Regions from separate parts of the Mus musculus genome. Here all the other regions are linked to region 1. Evidence: chromatin contacts called from public Hi-C and HiChIP or PLAC-seq data. All regions are on one chromosome and are shown on one strand. Each heading gives the region's core, a stretch centred on a gene start, on an enhancer-like site or on the middle of the called end of the contact. The rest is flanking DNA. Distances are from core to core; before and after follow the strand shown.

The links. HiChIP or PLAC-seq counts read pairs in DNA pulled down with a chosen protein or histone mark. A called contact is a pair of places that touch in the nucleus more often than the background predicts.
Region 2: a contact with region 1 is called in a Hi-C map of uterus, with 2.6 times the contacts expected there. The contact joins two enhancer-like sites. A contact is called at or near these places in 2 of 15 datasets of contacts at CTCF or cohesin (the NIH/3T3 cell line and pro-B cells), 5 of 484 Hi-C or Micro-C datasets (the 63-12 cell line, CD8 T cells, bone marrow-derived macrophages and 1 more), 4 of 115 datasets of contacts at active chromatin or transcription factors (the 230-238 cell line, embryonic basal ganglia, embryonic stem cells and 1 more) and 2 of 9 other capture datasets (embryonic tail and embryonic trunk).
Region 3: a CTCF HiChIP or PLAC-seq map of the NIH/3T3 cell line shows a contact between it and region 1, with 8 read pairs. The contact joins two enhancer-like sites. A contact is called at or near these places in 1 of 15 datasets of contacts at CTCF or cohesin (the NIH/3T3 cell line), 5 of 484 Hi-C or Micro-C datasets (the C2C12 cell line, bone marrow-derived macrophages, embryonic stem cells and 1 more) and 1 of 115 datasets of contacts at active chromatin or transcription factors (the NIH/3T3 cell line).
Region 4: a contact with region 1 is called in a Hi-C map of liver, with 2.2 times the contacts expected there. The contact joins two enhancer-like sites. A contact is called at or near these places in 1 of 15 datasets of contacts at CTCF or cohesin (the NIH/3T3 cell line), 2 of 484 Hi-C or Micro-C datasets (both in liver), 1 of 115 datasets of contacts at active chromatin or transcription factors (the 230-238 cell line) and 2 of 9 other capture datasets (adipose tissue and macrophages).

Annotation. Positions count from the first base shown.
Region 1 is chr4:95,317,045-95,322,261 of GRCm38.p6, reverse strand. No RefSeq gene overlaps it. Among named protein-coding and RNA genes, the nearest start is that of Gm32240, 110 kb to the right of the region's middle. RefSeq lists an enhancer at 3,528-4,733. Within about 2 kb of position 2,916, at least 109 of the 459 cell types and tissues checked have an H3K27ac peak or open chromatin away from gene starts, as enhancers often do. A contact at or near this core is called in the C2C12 cell line, the NIH/3T3 cell line, liver and 1 more, where this site is marked.
Region 2 is chr4:95,785,972-95,791,188 of GRCm38.p6, reverse strand. The region is part of intron 8 of Fggy (FGGY carbohydrate kinase domain containing); the gene reads right to left. Among named protein-coding and RNA genes, the nearest start is that of Hook1, 180 kb to the left of the region's middle. Within about 2 kb of position 2,143, at least 10 of the 459 cell types and tissues checked have an H3K27ac peak or open chromatin away from gene starts, as enhancers often do. A contact at or near this core is called in uterus, where this site is marked.
Region 3 is chr4:95,023,909-95,029,125 of GRCm38.p6, reverse strand. No RefSeq gene overlaps it. Among named protein-coding and RNA genes, the nearest start is that of Jun, 26 kb to the left of the region's middle. Within about 2 kb of position 3,020, at least 38 of the 459 cell types and tissues checked have an H3K27ac peak or open chromatin away from gene starts, as enhancers often do. A contact at or near this core is called in the C2C12 cell line and the NIH/3T3 cell line, where this site is marked.
Region 4 is chr4:95,584,401-95,589,617 of GRCm38.p6, reverse strand. It overlaps Fggy (FGGY carbohydrate kinase domain containing), which reads right to left. Exons shown (of 16, transcript NM_001113412.1): 2 at 4,171-4,386. The coding sequence starts at 4,374. Among named protein-coding and RNA genes, the nearest start is that of Fggy, 30 kb to the right of the region's middle. Within about 2 kb of position 3,212, at least 9 of the 459 cell types and tissues checked have an H3K27ac peak or open chromatin away from gene starts, as enhancers often do. A contact at or near this core is called in liver, where this site is marked.

The sequences.
Region 1 (5,217 bases), core at 1,667-4,166:
GAACATGTCTTACTCTTGCAGAGGACCTATGTTCAGTTCCCAGCATCAGCATAGCAGCTCATGACCATTTTAACTACAGTTCCTGGGGACCTGAAGCTCTCTTCTGGCTTACACAGGCACCAGGAACACACATGGTACAAATACATCCATGCAAACAAACACTCATTCACATACAATAAAAATAAACTTTTTTAAAGGGCTCCTCTGGAAAAGAATTCACATTTAATTTGAAACACTCATGAGTTGCTCTCCTACACGAAGTGTCAAGTTACTGATTTTAGCTAATTTAGTATCCCTATATGTGAAGTCCTACTTATACTCTACCAGGTCAGCAAACAGAGCATTCCCAGAAAAAAAAAAGGGGGTGGGGAACTGAAGACAGGAGGGCCTCATGTAGATCACTGATACTTGTTGAAGGATAGTTGATCACACTGTAAACCTCAAGATTGTGTTATTTTTTTAAAAAAATGCTGTTTCTAGTTGTGTTATGGTTCAGCCTTGGCACACACCTTTAATCCTTCTGGGAAGAATACAGACGTGCCCTTATTACACACCTTTAACTCCAAACAATGAAAGTAAAGTTAGTTTATAGAAGGAAGCACCCATGTTTGAAAGTAATGTCTAATAGAGTGGCAGACAAAGTGATGAATCAGAGTAAAATTTGACAGAATAGGATACACCCAACTCTCAGGAGAAGAGAGAGGAAAGGGAGACTACTTAAGAAAGAACAGCGCAGAAAAAATAAAAAAATAAAAACAAGAGTGGGCAGTCAGTTTTACCAAGAGAGCTTTACAGAGACAGATTAAAGAGTGAAAAAGCTAAACACAGGTGAAGACAGAATGAGCCAGAGAATGAACCAGAGAATGAGAAGAAGCCAATAGAGTAGAATATATTGCCAAAGTTAGTGTGAGGTTAAGTAGACAAATCCATTCAGGAGAAGCAGAGAGAGAAAGAGAGAGAGAGAGAGAGAGAGAGAGAGAGAGAGAGAGAGAGAGAGAGAGAGAGAGAGAGAGCACAATTTGAATCTGTCAGCTTGGAGAGGAGTTTGAGTCAGAACAGCTGAGTTGGATCAGCCTGGCAGAGATCAGGAAGAATATGAAGAGGTGAGTTTATTCTGAAGTAAGTCTCAGAGGCTTAAAAACAGCCCAGGCCTAGATTAGATTGTATGGAGGCTAGAAGCATCCAGGACTAGGACTAGGTTATCAGATGATGCAGTAAGCCTCATAGACAACAATTACAACAGGAGATTAACAGTTATGTTTATACATATTGCTTGCATTACAGCAGAGATGCCCTACAAAGTGGACTTCCCCTCTACCAGGAAGAGTGGCCCTTGACTGTCTCCTAAATGTGTGTCATGGCTTTTCAAGTTGACCCCCCCCCCTAAAGCTCTACCACCTATAGGTGTTCAAGGCTCCACCACCTGCCTTCTCCAGCCTCCAAAGGTGTTAAATGCTAGAATCAAGTAACTGCTTGCTTCTCATCAATGCCTCTGTACTGCTAGTTTTATGTCTGTTCGACATAAGCTAGACTCATTCGGGAAGAGGGAACCTCAGCTGAGAAAATATCCCCATCAGATTGTCTTACAAATAACAGTATGGAGCCTTGTCTTTATTGATGATTAATGAGGGAGGGCTCTGCTCAGTGGAGCCAGTGCAGTCCCTGGGCTGGTGGTCCCAGGATTAAATAAAGCATGCTGAGCAAGCCACTAAGAAGCCCTCCTCCATGCTTTCGGCTTCAGTTCTTACTTCCAGGCTCTTGCCTTGTGTTCCAGTCCTGACTTTTGTTACATCTCAAGCCCAGAACAAAAGGCTAAAGTGCCTACCCAATATATCAAAGCAAACCTGGCCACCAGGCTCTCCCTATATCCCTCATCCAGTACCTGGTACAAGTTATGGCTGCCATATCCTTCCATCTAACCTAAGCCCTAGCCCTTCCCCCCAGCTGCTCTTTCCTATATAATTCAATCTTTTAGTTACCTCGACTTTTCATTTACCCTTTACCTTCTTGGCCTCTTGGTCTTGATCTCCCCTCCCCACACCTTCTCTCCATGTGGCCTGGCCCAGGTCATAACTACTCTGGAATCTCCCAGATGTCCCTGTTCCTGGCTATGTCTCCCTTTTATCTATAATAAACTTTCTCCTCTGCCATACCTAGGTGTAGTCATGTCCTTTCCCTTTTTTATTTTTTTATTTTTTATTTTTCTATTCAACTCCCTTTGACAATGGGCTGTGACATGGAACTGTAACCTTGAAATAAATTATTTCCTGCCCAAGTTACTTTCAGTTACGACATTTTATTACATCAATAGAAACCCTAACTAAGACAGCAGAGATGCCCTGCAAAGTAGACTCCCCTCCTCTCCCAGGACTCAGGCCTCTCTGCCCTTCAGTGGATAGAGAGGTCATCTATCAAATCTCATGGACAGTCTTCAGTTTGGCCTGTTCTTGTCCACCTGAGATATTGCACAGCAGTGATCTCCCTTGGAGGTATACTGCCCAGAGTGAAGCTAGCAAAATTGTCAAAAAGTTTGATGAGAGGTAGGGAGAGGGAAAAGGAGAAGGGAAGGGAGAAGCAAAGGAATTTGAGTCATATTTTCTATTGGTACTAATAGCAGAAGTCAAGCATTACTATTCCAATTACAAGGGTTGAGTGACTTGTTCAGGACACAGAGCCATCTCGAAGGGGAAGCTCAGGACAGACAGATAGATCCAGAACTCAAACTCCAGGCTTGATTGCAAGCCGAATCTCTTCATAGCACCACATTGCCAGGCTGGTGTTCTCTAAGGGCCAGGTACAGATGAAGATGGCTAGTGCTGGGAGAGTAGGCACAGTGGTCTCCCACTACAAGGAAGGGCTAGCTAGGTAGCAGGCAAGAAAGGCATCCTTGTCTACAGTGTTGACGGGGCCTTTACAGTCCAGTCAGTGCTTACTCATCCTCCAGCTGGGAAGGGATGCACTCCTCCCCCAGAGGGTCAGATAAGGGTGAGAAAGTTTCTGTAGAATTGGTCTGAAGAAGAATCGGGAACCTGGAAACACTAGCCTGATTGGTACCGTGCAAGTCTAGGCTTGGATCCCAGCCCTGCCTGTGACCCTGAGCTAGTTCATGAACTTGTCTGTTTTCAGTTTGCTGATAATCCTATCCGCCTTGACAAACTTTCCTGTCCCCTCTCTCATTCCTTTTCAGGACGGCCGTGTTGTACCCAGGAGTAATCTTTAACAAATGTGAAACTAATAAGTCAGGACTCGTACACTACTGAATTAGTTTTCAGTAAATAAACCCCATTCATTTCTCATTGAACTTGAGACTAAATCCTCCATCATTCTGTGATCTCCTGTGTCTCAAGTGACCTGTTCCCTCTCTACTTCTCTACCTCACAACCCACTTCACAGACATTCTTCCAGCCCTACTGTCTCAGAGCACCCCTCCCCCACTCAAAGAGCCTTCATGTCCCAAAGCTTTCTCCTTTGCCAGCCCCTCCTTTCTCCTGGTGAGTGCTAATCATTTGCATGTCTCAGCTTCTCCTCTGAAAAGCAAACTGCCTCACACACTATTGAAACTCAATCACTGCTTTGCAGTTTCTTGCTACTCTGTATTTTCTTTCAAAGTATGAAGCAACACTTGCAGCCATGCATCTGAGCGTGTGATTCCTTGATCATGGTTATCTCCATAAGCTGTCAATCCTTTGAGAACAAGGTGTGAGCCTCGTTTGATCCATTCTGTCTAACTTGGAGCCATTCCAGTGCCCCGTTTATATTAGTTTACAAGCTCAAGAGATGCATGGGATATTGAACACTGGTGGCTGAAGGATATGTTAAGAATATTGAGGACCTTTAGGAGATCTTTGCAGCTCTGTCCCTGCTGTTACCCCCTCAATGGATATAGTCAGACTATAGTTCTCAGAAGTGGGTACAGCTCCTCCTTCCCCCCATTAAGAAATTCTGACACGGACCCTTAGGGGTTCACTGAAAGCAGTCACTGTGCCTGTGGAGCCAAGCTGAGCAGATCAGATGGCAGACCCTAGTACCCAGGGGATCAGGAATAACCTAGCAGGGAGTTTGGAAGGTGCTGGAGAGCCAGCCCCTTGGGTCTCATCAGACTGAGCCCTCCCTGTCTCTCCCGCCCCCTGCAGAAAGCTGCTCTGCCTGGTCCAATGCCAACTGGGCTGCTGCTTGTTTTGTTGTATGTGCTGCTAGGCAACTGGCCTGTTTTTGCTTATTTACCTCCCCTGGGCCATTTCACAACACTTAGTAATAGGCCTTGCTCTCTCTGGTGCACATCTGGTTTACATTAGCCTGTCAGAGCCCCTTTGCAAGGAGAGCTTGCCCTTCTCTCAGTGGTGACCAGCGAAGGCTCCCAGGACCCAGGCTGCTCCTGGGCGTTGATCACTCACCCAGTCCCCAGGGGCCTCCACCCTGCAACCTCCTACATGGTTTTCAACACTTTACACATTTACAAGCCCATTGAGGAGGAACTTTGGGAGGAGAAAGGCGAGGGAGGGTTCAGGACTATAAGAGCAGGAATTAAAGTTAGAGAGCATGCCATCAGAGTGCCTGAGCCCCAACAATGCCCTTGTTGACTCACAGAGAGGGACAGTTGCCTCACCCAGGACACAGGGACTCAAACCTTCCCACCAAGACCACCTAGCATTAAAAAAATTGTGGTTTCTGTGAAGGGTCAGTTGAGAATCAAAACTTTGATAAATGCCATTTCAAGACAGAAAAAGAATAAAAGTTTTTTGTTTTGCTTTTTTTTTTAACCTGTCTACATAGGATTCATTGCAAAGCAGGGTTAGCCAAAAATGAATAAGAAGGACCAAGATCAAATTCAGGGCACTTCTCTGGTCTCTTTTGCTCCACTGATCTGGCAAGCATGGTCTACTCAGAAGGTAGCCCACAGCCTTCACAATGACATTCAAGGCACTTTAGGTCTGGGCCTTATTACTTCTCTGACCTCATCATCCTCCCATCCATCCCTGCTTCCGTAGGGTATACCATGAAAAAGAGTGAAGTTTTCTATTATATGGAAGCACTGAGCAGCTGTGCACAGCTCTGAGAACAGAGCAAGGACTGGGCTACCACTCCACTTCTCTATCAGTCTAGACCACTGCATAGTAAACAAAGTGCTTGAGGTCATGAACTCATATTCAGTGCTGTGTTTTAGGGTTTCTACTGTTTCAGCTTGCAACTTTCAGATCATACTCCATCACTGAGGGA
Region 2 (5,217 bases), core at 894-3,393, 470 kb before region 1:
GTGTACTTTCTATTTACTACCTGGAATTAACGTGAGAGTTTAATTTTAAAAACTAAGGCCTGGCATTACATAGAGAAAAAAATCTCAAGTGAAGTACAGTGGCCGCACTGGTTTGAAAGAGGAGAGAAAGCAAGACCACATGGGTGGCTTAGACATTACCTGTATATTCCTTACACGAGTAAGTATAGGGAGGCTTCACTCCATTAATAGCATATTGTGTAGAGACAAAGAAACCCTTGGTTGATTTGTAACAAGGCATTATATATATATAAGACAGGGTCTCACACTGTAGCCTTGGCTGGCCTAGAACTTACTCTGTAGATCAGACCAGTCTTGAACTCATGAAAATCAACCTGCCTCTGCCTTCCAAATTATGAGATTAAATTCCTTAAATATTTTAAGCAAATTTAGTAAGAGCCTCCTACACTTACAAAGAGCAATTTTCTTGATGAGGGGTGAGGGCTATACTTACGTCTGTGGGTATAAAGACAAACAATTAGAATGCAGTTAGAAGTTTGTTGGTTTGGTAAGGTGGTGGCTGTAGGTTCTCATCCAAGATCCATGACTTCACTAGCACTGGGCAGTTGGATAGGTTTCCAGTACCAGCCAATAGATAGATGAGAGATGATAGACAGGCAGACAGACCTACACAGACAGATGGATAGATAGATAGAGCAATAGAAAAATAGTTAAAAAATAAATAAATAGATAAACAACAATTAATGAAAAAGAGGCCATGAGCTTGAAAAAGAACAATGAAAGCTATATAGGAGCTTTTGGAGGGAGAAAGAGGAGAGTAACATAATTTTATTATAGTGCTCTCCCAAATACATGAAAATCTTAAAAAGTCACCATCTCTGTGCACGGGCACTAGCTATTGTCTTTTGGACATATCCTCTCAAACAAGTCACTGTGTTCCAGGTATGGCTAAGAGGACATTCATGCAAATCTAGACAAGAAGAAATCTGCTCTGTAGAACTCTTCTTCCAGTTTTGGCTTAACATAAAAAGGTAAGTTTAAAATGGCTAGGCAAAGAGCACTAAAAGCTATCTAGATGTGGTACCTCCCTTTGTGACTTTATAAACGTTTGTTTATAAATAAACAAAAGTGTTTGTCAAGCCCAGCTGAGATGCCAGGGCAAGGCTCACCGTATACATCTTTAAAAGGAGACTGATGAATGGCGAGACAGCATGAAGTCAAGAGGAAATGGCAGGTATAGAGAAGACAGGATGAAATGCCCTATTCCTTGCGTACCCAGGGACATCACAAATGTGACAGATGTACAGAAGTGATCCCAGCCCTCCTTCCTGTCAGCAGTACCGTAGGCCCCTGAGTCTACCATGCATCAGTCCTGGGAGACCTGAAATTGCTAGAAGGAACAAGTCTCCATCTCCAGGTGCCCAGTTTCACATTTTTTGCCCCTAGCCTTAAGATCCGGGTAAGCCTGAGTCCATTATACTCAGTTTTGATGAAAAAGGAAAAAAAAAAAAAAAAGAATAGGTTCAGAGCATTAACTCTTAAGTTCTAACTTAATGTGTGTTACAACTAAGACCAAACCAGGATTTAACCAAATCTGACTCTACGACATTCTCTTTCGAAACAACTTGATTTAAAAAAAAAAGTTGCAAAAAATAGAGTCAGAGACTCTTTCAGCTCAGCTCTTGTGGGCCATGAATAGATATGCAGCCTGTCCATTTAATAAAGTTGTGGACTATCCTATGTAAGGAAATGTGGGGCAGGGGCATAATCAAACAATTCCTGTTACACCCTCCCTCTTTTCTACAGGCAACAGCAGTGCTGTGAGGTTAAGTTGAAAGAAAAACTGTTTTACATTTAAATAAGATCATAGGAAAGAGAGGTGGTTTGTAACACCGAAGCAGTAATACAGAGACTCAAAGGAGAAAGGATATTGAGGAAAAGTTAATTTGGGGGTGCTTAACCCCTGTCTGTGTGCAAAAAAAAAAATCTCTACTAATATATAAGGTATGCAAACACTGTAGGACAATCAGAAACAAATGAAATGCTGGCTTCAGAGTAACAGGATTCAGCTGTGGGCAATGGCCAGGAGGCAGCTTTTGTTATGAATAGATCATCTGGATGGGAAGCAGGCCTGATTCCAGCCCTTGGAGTAGATCTTTTGGGGTATGAGAAAGTACTTGGGCCCATCTGGACTTCCTTAGGAGAAAAGAGAAGGGACGAAAACAACTGTCAGTAAAATATATGGCATGATACAGCACAGCTCTCTGAGGGTGGCTTAAATGGAAACTGCACGCTATTAATTTGTATTCAGTTTGCAAACCAAAGAGAATGATAATTGCCCTTATTTTTTAAATAAAAAAAAAAGGCGAACAAAGGCACACAGTGGGCGTGGAGGGGGGTGACTATTTGCCAAGAAGTTACTACAGTTGAATGCGTTTGTACTGGTAATCTCTGTGGTCTTGGAATTTCCTAGTTTACTGACAAGAAACCATGTCTCTTGGAGGTCAATGCCTTTCCATGGCTGCATGGATGTTATGTGGCAGGATGCAGATCTGATCTGGACCTTCACGTCTTTCTGTTGTAAGGGGTCACCTCTGAGCAATTCAGCAACTATGGAGTCAAAGCACATCTGGGGGCTCCAGGGAAGCAGCCATTCACCTCCTAGATTTTTACCATTTCCAGGGAAGTAGGTTTCTAGGGAAGGGCTATGGACTGCATGGGTAAGGCTCTGTCAGAAAAACTCTATGACTGAGTTAAGTTCACTTCAGGAGTCCCTAGATTTTCCCTCTCTCTACACTCACTAGGTGGTAAGATAAGGAACTGGCCTGGCTTTCAGACTTGTCAATTCCAGAGAACCCATGATCTCTGCATGTGATATAGTCTGGCTTGCCACTGGTCTGGCAAACTGAGAACCTGGCTCTCACTTTAGGGACAGACAAATAGCTCTTGAGTAGGAGCTATTTTCTTCTTTCTTACTTGACTCATAGGATGGTAAAGTAGCAAAGTATTGAGTCCTGGCAGGACAGAACGGCCTTCCGTGTGCAGAACTCGGGATGGGAAGCTGGACACTGAGGCTATACCCTTAGCCATAGTACAGAAGAGGACCGTCTTGTTCACCTATGAATAACAGGTCTGTGTAGCAAGTGATTAGCCTGGTCCCTGTCTGGCTCCCCTCTTGAAAAGACAGACAGGAAAATTTTCCTGCCAGGATGTTGAAAAAAATCTATAGGCAGGTTAGAATAGAAAGCAACTCTGGGCTGTCCTTTTTCATCTCTTCAGGCTTCAAGACAGTCTTGCCTTGCCATGTGCTGAGTCTATGACTCCCTGTACTCTTTATTATGTTACTAGGGAATATTTAATCCACATTTCTGTCTGAGTTCAAAGTACAGACAAGTCTCGTTAATCCTTGTAAGATGCAAAGATGTCTCCATGAGGGAGGGAGCAGCTGAAAATGGAAGTAGGCTTGGGTGGAAAAAAACCTGAGTCTCATTTCTTATGCTGAACCACGAAGACTGCTCAGTTTTCAATTTGTGTCTCTAATGGGTTGATGTAAGAAGATAACTGATGTTTACACTCAAGGCATTTGTATTAATTGATGCTCCCTCCTCACCCCAGGAGACTTTACATAACAGCTGCCTCCTAGGGTTTCAGGGCCATTAACTGAGATCTTAGATGCAAAGCAACTGTCTTGGTTTCTGAAAGATCAGAACAGTTGCCTGATAAGAGGCAGGGAAGTACCAAAAGAACTACTCAGAGAGGTTGAAAATCAATTCTATCTAGAACAGGGGCCCTCTGTAAGTATTCCACTGAGTACCTGAGTACCTTTTAGACTTGGGGGAGAGAGGTGAAAACCATCCTGGCTTTGGCTAACTTCTCAGGAGTTGTGATGTCTGATAGTCAATCCCAAAATGGCAATACATTGTCGTGAGAACCTCAGCAGAGGTCTAAGTTCTTAGGACAAAGCTGCATAAGACACCATGTTCTGGCTGCAATACAAGCAAAATATAAGAAAACTCACTATGGAGTCACCAGACTCTCAGTGTCTGGGTCATCATCAATGAAGCAGAAGATGTGTAAAATCATGTCATTCCTAAGAACAAAGGAATAGGCAGGCAGAGGGAAGGATCTGAAGGCTCTGGAATAGTACTGAACGAGTGTGAGTTTTATTGATTGATTGAATGGAGAAATAATCACTATTCTCATTTTGGCTACTTTATAGCCAGTTGTCTACAGGATTGGAGCTGATGGTTCATCTGAGTCTGTTGATGGCATGTCCATTGGCTCTGCTGCCTGACAGTTTGGGAGGTCACGGGCTATGTAAGTGCAGCTTACAGAGCTCCTTCTTGGCCAGCTGCAGCTTCTGAGCAGCTGCACAGTGTGGCACTGTGTGTCCTCTCTCCTCTTGCTGAGAAATCCATAGACACTTTCCAGGACTCCCCTTCAGAAATGCCCTATCCCATCCCTCCTCCCCCTGCCTTTATGAGGGTCCTTCCCCAATCACCTATCCACTCATCTTCCCTCCATGGCATTCCCCTACACTGGGCCATCCAATACCCTCAGGCCCAAGAGCCTCTCCTCCCACTGATGTCCAACAAGGCCATCCTCTGCCACATATGTAGCTGGAGCCATGGGTCCCTCCATGTGTACTCTTTGGTTGGTGTTCCAGTCCCCGAGAACTCCAGGGAGTCTGGCCAGTTGACACTGTTGCTCCCTCCATGGGGCTGCAAGTCCTCTCAGCTTCTTCAGTCCCTTCTCCAACTCTTCAATTAGGGACCCTGCGCTCAGTCCAATGGTTGGCTGTATTCGGCCTCTGTATTTATCAGGCTCTAGCAGAGCCTCTCAGGAGATGGCCTTATCAGGCTTCCCAGAAAGCACTCTGGGCATCCACAATAGGGTCTGGGTTTGGTGGCTTTACATGGGATCCCCAGGTGAGGCAGTCTCTGCTCTGAAGCAAGTGTTAATGAGAAGTTTCAATTTGCCAGACATGGGTGCTGGGTCCTCTAGAAAAGAGCAAGTGCTCTTAACTTGAGGCATCTACCCAGCTTCTTCCCCATCATCCCTTGCCTCTTCATGGATTGAATGTACCGCATCTGCTGGTTTGACATTGGCTTTTAATGTATCCATCCAACTCAAGCACAAAGCCAATTCTTAAATGGCTAATCTTAGACACTTAAAAGGGGAAGGAGCCATGGCCAGTGCTTTAAACCTGCTAGTGCCCAGATTCAGTTTTCATCTGGC
Region 3 (5,217 bases), core at 1,771-4,270, 290 kb after region 1:
ATAAGAGATCTGCCTGGGTAGAGAAGCTGGATGTAGTGCAGAAGGAAACTGTATGTATAATGCTTTTTTTAAAAAAATTAAATATGCAAAAAAGACAGAAAAACCTGATTAAATGACATATGTTCAAATTATTGTAGAAAGCTATAAAGATGGCAACAGTTTGGAACGGGAAAATATCAACTGACAACTCAGCTGAAGAGAATAAACAGTAAACTGGAAGATTCAAAAAGTTTGCATATATGAGTGCTTAATTCACTTTACTACTAACGTGAGAACTTTCCTAAAAATAATAGCAACTTTTGCATGATCCTCAGTAATTTCTATATATTATAGGCTAAAGAGATGCCTTAGTGTTGAGGGTACATGTTATAATTGCAAAGGACTGGAGATTTTTTTTGAAAAACCTGCATCTTGTGATTCACAAGTTTCTGTAACTCTAGTTACAGCAGATATTATGGCAACCTTTTCTACAGACACCTACATGCATGGTGTACATGTGCATACATACATGTAGGCAAGCACACATACACATAAAAAGAAAACAAATCTTTAAATTTTTCAAATAAATAAATAGGACTAATTTTCTCAAATATTCTTTTTTTATTACATTTCACCTACATATAGGCAGAGACACATGTGACCTACATATGCCATGGTGCACATATGGAGGTCATAGGAAGACCTGCAGGAATTGCTTTTCTTCTTCTACCATGTGAATCCCAGGGATTGAACACCAGTTGTGAGGTTTGGTGAAAATAACCGTTATCGATAATCATCTCACCGGCCCAAATTGTTCTTCTGATGTAGAAGGAATCTGATAAGGCAGAAAAGAATGAAAGGATACACGCTAACTGCACAAGTGCTTTGTGGTGGTACCCTGGTCATCTGACCTGGCCATTAGTATTTTTGAATAACCATTGATGTATAAATGCAAGATACAACACAACCAGACCAGTTCTATTAGTCACAAGTAGCCTGTAAGAGTTTCATCCATTGATAAAAGAGATCAAGATAGAAAATTCACACCAGAATCGTACTGTGCATAATTCATAATCTGTTGTGTGTTATTGGGCTTAAGCTGACTTATAGTAAACCACAGTGGGAAGGGAAATTGAATTTTATCCAGAATGAAGATGGTACTTTTAAGGGACCTAACTCTCAGCACTTTTCTCTGGCTGACAGCATCACACAGCCTTGCTTCTTCTCTTGTCTATAAATGAAGCAACATTTTAACAAACCTTTTCTACAGAAAAGAAAGATTGTTCCTGTAAATCAGCATCCCTGGCAGAAAGGACATCAGATAGCATCTGCTACAGGCTAAGGGTTATTGCTGAGTTGTAGGACTAGCGCACCATTAGCCTCCTTTGCAGAATCAAGCATAGGACAGGTTCTTGCTGACCACTGCTTTAGAAGTGACCACCATTTTTCTGTTCTAACATGTGCAATGAATAGATGGACAGCTCTGGCCAAGTTTGCAATATTAAGCCAACACTGACTTCCAGGTGGGAAAACTCTTTGGACTTGATTTCTTTGTTGAGGAAGAACGTGGTGATGCTGCTGCTAAGATCGCTTGACTTTAAGGCAGTCAAGCTTATTCCTGCCTCTCTAGACTTAGAAGGAAACCTGATCCTAAAATTTCATCACAGAATTAACTCATCCATATCCTCAGACCACCCAGAAGATTTCAAAGATCTTCTTAGACCTGGCCATAGGGCTTCACATCAAGAAGACTAGACAACTGACCAAAGACTCTTAGGATAAATCCCGTAACTGCTTCCATGAACTATAATCCACAGAGGGTCCAATTCTCTTATGGGTTTTCTGCCAACAAACCAGACTCAATATCTTACATAAATAAAACATTTATGTAGTGTTTTCTGTTTTCTGGGCCTAATAATCTGTTGTGCTTCAGAAAATCCTATCGATACGATATTCTCATCACAGTACATACAGAAATTCAGAAACTTGGGGTTCATAAATATCACTAATCTTAGTCTCTAATCTAAGACTGTCTTAATAATGATATTATTCATGTGCCACCTCTCCAGGAATTATTTTGCAGATAATATCAAAAGAGTAAAGTGGTCTGGACAAGGTCACTCAGCTAGTCAGTACCACAACTGGAATTATAAAGTATATTTGGTCAGGTTTTAAGCCATGGACTTCCCATGATACCATGGTGCCTTCCACCAATATCCTACTACTAGTTATACCTAAGTATCCCTCCCCTGAGCCTAGGGCCAAATATTCTCCAAGACCCTTTGGTTGATGATCTGGGTCCATACCTAACTCTTTCTGTTTCTTTTCTTTGGAGATGAGGATTCAAAGTCTTTTGTTGCTGGTGGAACACCTGCTGTACATGAACAGAGCCCTTCCAAAGGTAATAGACGCCATCCACTTTATTCTAGAGACTGAAGAGAGTTCTCTCTATTTGTATTTTAGTATGAGAATGTGGTCAATCCATCCCTTTGGTTGCAGTGTTTCTATGCTGCCCTGCTCCTAGAGGGGTTTGCACGAGGCTAAGAGGTTGCTCACCATTCTGTATTCCCCCACCTTCACCCTGGAATAATCACTCTGGAATAATCAGTATGAGCAATGCCTTGTCTCCACACCTGATCCTTGACAAATGTATGCTGTCACTTCTTATTATATTTGTGCATTGTAAAAGCAGCGTGCTCATTGTGTTTTCTCCCACTGCTATGACAAATCTGTCCTTTCCGTGGCAAAGGCATAAAGGGAGCTGAGCGGTCGCTGGAGCGCTATACCTCATAATAAGTACAAATGAAACCCCACTAAGGCGTTCAACGAATGTTACAACCAGCTCAGTTTTTAATAAAGATCTCTCTCAAGCCAAGGGATTTGAAAGAGGAGGTTTAAGAAACAGGATATTTAAGCACTTCAAATTGTTTCCGCAGAAGGCCTTTCTGCATCTCATTGAAGGAGCGAGTCATCTTCCTGTGTGGAGTGTTCTACAGCCGCTGAATAATAAGAAGGGTATTCAGGTCTGGCTGCAGCCACTGTGTATGGGGTGAGGTCTGTGGCACTGCAATTTCCTTCTCAGAAAGCAGAGGCGCTGCCACACGCCCCATCGCACAGGCTCTTCTCCGGGATGCTGAACAACTGGAGTTGCTAAGGGCTCTCTAGCCTTCCAGCCAGTACATCTGTGGCTGTGGCTTACCCCGAACCTGTGCAGGCAAGTTCCTCCTCCAGGAAAGCATCCATCTTTGCAGCATACTCTACTGACTGAAGTCGGTGCCTGTGCTGAGAAAGGTCAATGGTGGCAGGTAGCAATGATGTGTTTGAGACACACTAGGCCTTAACTTAGGTTGTAGCATTAGAAAGGGCAAAAGACATAAGCCAACATAAATCGATTGGTGTCAGGAGCGAGGGTGATCAGCTTCAACATTCTGGGAAGAATACACAGAAAGTGATGAGGCGTGCACATTGTATCTGAAGACGGCTTCTTACTACCTAAACTGAGTAAGACTCCACTTCAAAAAAAGTTAACAAAAGAGAAGGACCCCACAGTCTAGGCCTTAAAATTACCGTGCCCTATAGGGACAGCCTGTCAGGGAGCTATTGGGGGTAGAATTTCTTCCAACCCACACAGCAGTTTCACAAAAAGTAAGTGTCTACAGATGACCTCAATGGTTGGAAGCCCAGGAGGATTTGAACTCATATATTAGACTCTGAAGCCCAGAGACTCCTTAGATTCCTAAAATTCCATTTTATCCCACTAAATTTTGTCAAAAGTCACCTGTGTTCCATACCCTTAGGGAACACTGAATGAAAAAAAATGAAAGGAGAGAAGGAAGTCATCTTAAGATTTGTTATTTTCTGACCAGGCAACCATCAGCAAGCAACATCAACTCCTTGCCTATAAATGCTCAGTTAAAGCACCATTGATGAGCTTGTTAATGGAGGCTCTTCTGTAACCTCTCTGTCACTGGCTGTTAAAAAATACAGTATTCAGTTGTGATTCACTAATTTCATCACCCTAAAACATCTGTACTGGCTGATGCTCCAATGAGAGGTGTTGAGGCAGAGGGATGATTATGTCAGTTCCATACATCAGAACAGTTGTATTTTGATGGGGGAGGTGATATAAAGACCCCAAAAATTGTCACCTGGCAAGATGCCACACAGTCCTTGCCTTCCTTGGCACCGTGAAAATTACAGAGGTACAGATAACCACAGCAGGGCAGCACTTGTTTCAGGACCAGGGGAGAACGGAAGAAATGGTGTTTCAGCCTCAATGTTTTATTGGGAAGCCACAGGAACTTTCTGGAGTTGTCCCTACACGGTCTTTGGGCCTTTTTAGCTGTAGAACATTGTCTAGTAATTTGTCACAGAATCGAGAGTTTGAGAATTCTGAGATCATCCTAATTCCAAGCACTTATTCTATGAGTGGAAACTGAGGGCCTGGAGCGGTGAGGAGGGGGATAAAAAGTTTTGTGAGTCATACCTCCACTCCTCTGCTTCTTGCTGACTCCCACCAGGTATGAGTTACCCTGCTTGTCTTTCTAGCTTTATCCCACCACACCTGCCCACCCTTTCAAGTCTCACTCAGAGTACAAGAACACCGGGACACTACAAATCTCATTCATTGTGGGACTTGTATCCAGAATTCCCCAGAGTGGGGATTGTATTTATCTAGTTGACATATGATGTCTCAGCCATGCTTAAAATATGCTGTGCATGGCTCTTTAATAAAATGTAGTTGCTACAGTTTGATGGTTTCTTCCAAAATCCTTGTGTTAAACACTTGGTCTCTAATGGGACAGTGTTGGGAGATGGTGCCTAATAGGAATGGTTTGGGCTATAGGGGCATTGTCTTTAAGGATGGATTAATGTCATTATCTTGGTAGTGGGTTCATTATTTAATCTGAATTCATTCTACAAGGACAAGTTTGGCCCCATTTTGTTCTCTGTCAACCTCTCTTTGGCTTTCTACCACGAGACAATGCAAAAGAGAAGCCCATGCCAGATACTACCTCCTCTGCCTTGGACTTCTTAGTCTTTAGGATGGTGAACTAATGGATTTTTGCCTGTTATAAATTGCCTAGTCAATGGTACCCTGTTGTGATGGTACATAAAGAACCAAGACAGAAGTCTGTGAACAGCTCCTGACCTGGAATTTAGAAGACTCAGATTCTGATCAGCTTTGCCAATAAGTCACTTTGAGTCACTTTCAGCTGACAATTAACTTCTCTCTCA
Region 4 (5,217 bases), core at 1,963-4,462, 270 kb before region 1:
TAAACACCTGACCTTGTATAAATCTGGGTAGAGTTCTTAGTAGGGATACAGCCAGGGTGGAAGGCTCTGGGCCAGGAACAGCAAGGAAAACAATACAATCTGTATGAGGAGCGCCACATTCAAAGCCCAAGACAGGATTTTCTAACACCTCCTGCAGTGACCAGTGAAAGAAAAAAATCCTAGTGTAGCGATTTATGGTGGCGTCCCTTGACGATAAGCAAAGAAATGAAAGCCAGACATTTCCATATATAACAGAGATCCTAATGTTCTTCTACTAGCTGGAGTTCTGAGGTCCCCTCTGTCTCCTCCACTGCCACCAAGTCCCATGATATATCTTCCTTCCAGCAACCTCTCACCTCATCGCTATTTTTCCCTGTGCAAAATTCTAATTCTGGTACAGTCAAAGGCAAAAAGATGTTCTAAGCAGAGGAAAGCCTCTCTCCAAGTGGTTCTATGTTTAAACACAGGACAGGGAATGGCCACTGGGACAGAGAGCCAAGAACACATCAATAATGACCTTGGGAAGAGCTACAATGTACACAGCCATGAAGGCCATGTTACAAATTGTAGTTCCATCCAGAAAGAACCCTGGTGCTACTAAGGGTTGGAAGCAAAAGAGTAACAGCAGTTTAACCACAGAAACCATCACTATCATCTGCAAAGTAGCACAGATGCTAAGACCTGTATTTAGCTCTGAAAATGATGTGGGCAGTAGGTGTTGGGAACAGAGAATGCACAGACTTCTGCCATCTAAGCCTGGGCTGTCACTACCTGGGAACACTGGAAATGCCATTCAACGATCTGGCCCACAGTTTATCTTTCCTCCTGTCAAGTGGAAACAACAGCCCTGCCTCTATTTATCTTATTATCATAATTAAAATATGAAGGTGTTTTGCAAACTATAACAGTTCTATGAATGTAAGATGTTAAAATTACTGTCCATACAGCAAGTACCAACCTAGAACAAAACCACAGTTCATTAGCTCCATGTGTTCTTGGGGTTTTATTCCCATGCAGATTAAGCTATTTTGTCTTGAGGCCAGAGAACTTATGATCATGCTTCTTTACATATGTTCCAGTGTCTGACAAAGAGTATAGCATACAGTCCACGCTCCATAAATATTTTCAGACTAAATAAAATAACGATTTCCTGAGGCTAAGGAAATAACTCCATTGGTAAATTGCTTGTCTCACAAGCATGAGAACTAAGTTTGATCCCTAGCGCCAGGAAAAACAGCTGGCTTGTTGCTTTCAATCCTGGTGCTGGGAGGTCTAGATCAGAGCATCACTAGGGCTCAATGGCCAGCCAACATAACCTTCTAGGTGAGCTCAGGCCCCTGGGAGAGACTCTGTCTCAAAAAGGATATGGATGGATCCTAAGAACTGACATCCCAGGTTGTCATCAAGCACATACACACTGCATATACGCTCACACACGTACACCTGTGCACACAACCAAGCATACCTGTACACACATGCACATACATGCATGCCTGTATGCAAATGTGCACCCATATGAACATGTGCATAACATATGCATAAATGCATATATACAAACATAAAAATAAGAGCAATTAACAAATGACCATTGGATATATGATGATTCTTTCAGCTTATCTTTTTCCCAGTGGAAATCTAAAAACTTGTGATGTTTCCTTGATACAGTAGACCCAAAAAGCACACTTTAAGATATGGGATTGTATGTGTCTCCTAGGACTTGCGTGTTTCCAGAGAACGTTTTAGCTGTATTGAGTACTGGCCTAATAAAAGCATACCAATTTTAAGGGCCCACATTTTCCCAGAAGCAGCAGCCTGGGAAAAGGCACGACCATGCAGTGCTTAGTTAACAAGGTAAGTTCCTGGCCCCACACAGTAGCAACCTACAACACCTCTAACTGCAAGCAGGACTCACAGGGAAGGGCTGAGGCTGGGGAGAAAGAGGCCTGAAGACCTGTCTCTGAGTCATCTTAAAAGCCCTTGTCTGAACTACTTCAAAGCCTTCTTTTTTCATCTTCATGAGAAGAAAAACTGTCCGCAAAGGTTGTTATAAGGACCAAGTGACGTGATGGGCACACAGTATTGAGCACACATCTAGCACATGGTCAATCAGCAACGAATATAAGCTGCTGACATCATCACCGCCTTGTCATTACTACTGTTACTCTTCTTACTAACTGGACTAGGGGAAAAACATCTCTCAGGAGGGAAAAAGAAAAAGAAAAAAGAAAGACAGTTCACCATTGTTCTCAAGATCTCTGCTTTCCGGAGCCACTGACGAAGCAAAGGCAGGCCAGGGTAGAAGAGGCAGCAGTTCAAGTCCTAGACCACTGCTTAAGGCTTCCACAGAAGGAGCCCTGGGCAGAGGGACGGGTGGACGTTTCCCAGAGGCATTCTCTCGCACCTGCATTTCTTCTCTTTTGTCTCAGAAATCCACTCCCTATCTGCTCACCTTGTTACCATGCCCACCACCGGCAACAGTGGTTGTTTAACCCCTGACACTGCTGGGACGTTTTATAAACTGTAATCACCACAAGAGTCTTCTGAAGTTGGGGACTCTCATTAATCTTCTTTTATTGAGAAGGAAACTGGGCAAGAAATGGTAATGAGTCCAAGATCACAGCTACACATTGCTAAGTCAGGGACTCCTACCCAGGCAGTTCAATTGCAGACTACTCCGAGTATCAAAAAGGCCTCCTTGAAGCTCCTCCTCACATGAGGTTGTGAGCAGACACATCACACTCCAGCACATCTCCATATACAATGTGTGAGGCACGACCTAAGGCCCATGGGCTTTCTGCAGCTCGGCTGCAGTGAGAGGTATTGGCTGAGCACTAATGCCCTGCACTTCTGTGGCTACCAGGGCTGACACAAATGATGAGCTGACCACCACTGGGAGATGATTAAAAGTCTGCCATTAAGCCAAGCTGTGCTGGAGTAGATCTGCTTTCAGGGAACTCTTCATCAGGGAACTATATTTTCTTCTTGACAATTTCCTTAATGGCAAGAGTGTTAGAAGAACAAAAGAGACCCAAGGGCAAAGAGCAGAAGATTTTGATGGAGGCAGAGACTGGGAGTGGGGAGAGAAGAGGAAAATTAAACAGGCAGAAGAGAAGATGACCTCTCTTTTATTTCTGCAGAGTGTCTGGGTAGCGCAACCCACCTCTCTGTGGTTTTCTCTGGGGCACTAACAGCTGCTCAGAGCTCATCAAAGTTTAACCAGACCAATCAATACAGAAAAAAATGGGTGACTGTCCAGCTGAAAATTACCAAGCACTTCATGAATATTTAAGGACCTCAACTAGAAACAGGGAGAAAGACCAGAACTCAGGGTTTCATTTTTTTTTTCCTTTTGGGGGATGGAAAGGGAGATAAAAGAATGTCTGTTGTTAATGATCACCAAAATATGAAGTCATAGTAATATCACAAACTAAAACTAATGATTGAGACATGAACTAGTCACAGCCAGCGTCACCTGCTTCCTTAAGACAGCAAGCCCAGGCTTATCACAGGCCACTCAAGATGAGCATGTGTGGGGCTCATATGAAGATGCTTTCTTAGAGCATGCCATAGTTTTCTGCCCCTCATTGTTTCTCCTACCCACAATGCACTGACCCTTGTGTGTCCAACTGGGAGGATACAGAGCTCATGGTTAATAGGAATCAGACGTTTAGGTTCTTGCCCTGCTGCTGCCAGTCACTAACTCCTGATGACCGGGTAAGCTGACCAGCACTCCACTCCCCATCTCCTCCTGGAACAAAATGACCTGGGGGCAGCATTAGTGCTAGCTGTAAGGCTAGTTCCACCAAGTTCCAAGGATTCACCACAGTATGTGCTAACACACTGGCATACAACAGAGACACACTGGGTGCCGCCATGACTCTTCCTTCCTCGTTTCCACAGCTCAGGCTTCCACATCGTCTGCACTGTCTTCGTTGCCACCATGCCCTGAGAGTCAGCTCTAGCTCTGTGAACTGGCTGCAGCAGTCCTCCCAGCACATTTCAGCTGTCTGTCACTCACAGTAAGGTTTGCTTCTGAAAGGCAAAGCCTACCCCACCCAGCCACATGCCTCCATTTACCTCTAATGCTTTGTGCAGACCGAGTACCCGCATACGAAACTGCTGAGCAGCGGGGGCATGCACAGGGAGGGGCTGCCGCGGTTCTGCTCTTACCTTTGTGACAAGGCAGCATGCCGCCCAGATATCCTCTGAGGACTGCTCGTGGTGGTTGAATTGAGGCTCCCACTTCTTAATTGGCTGCTCTGCGAAAGCCAAAAGGAGCCCTCTCTGGTCCACTAGAGCCGCACGGACACTACCTGTTCCCACATCGATGCCCACATAGTAGCGACTTGGTTCCTGGTCTCTGCCAGACATCATGGTCCCCTCTACCTGTGGTGGACAAGTGCAAAAGCCATGTGAAGACAAGCAGACCTGCTCAGACAGCCAAGAAATTCATTCTCCAAAGTGGGCAGAAAAGGGGAATCCAACTACCTAGCTGGGGGCTGTGTATTTATTTATTTAACTTCCCAAAGGTTTTATTGGCACTGAGCAAGGTGGTCAGAGAACAGGCACGCGTAGCACATTCTGTTCCCACTCCTGGATGGGCGTCAGAAATTAAGCACCTGATTACAATTTGACTTAAGCAACGCTGAGACAATAAGAGGGCAGAGGGGAGCAGAGATGGAGCCGGAGCCATAAGAGATGAGCATTTACTCCGTGAATCTGAATCCACAAGCCTTGGAACCAAAAGAAGAATCATTTCCTAGCCAGGCATACAGCAAATCAGCCTCATAGGTATCCTGTGCCAAGCAGTGTATGCAGCCACGCGCTTCCACTCCTCTCTATGAGTGGACGCAAGCACATGGGAGTCTCTGCAATGCTCCTGAGCCAGAGGAGAGTCTAAAAGGCAAGCTTTTTGTTTCACACTAGGCCCATCACTACGGGGACACCAAATTACACTGACAGGAAGACCAACATCTGGAAGCAGAAGGTATTCCCCACACTTCACTGGAGCAGCTGGGCCTGAACTCAACACCTGTGTAACCCTGAGCCTTAGCCCCCCTCCCTTTTGCTGCAGAGGCTTGACATTTTAAGAAGAAGCACTTATACCAGAACCATGGTGAGATGACTGGGAATCAGGAGGAGACCCAGGAGAGGCAAGATCAAGAGTGTGTTAGATGATCTATTTTCCTGACAGACCCCCGATGAGTTACAAGGAAA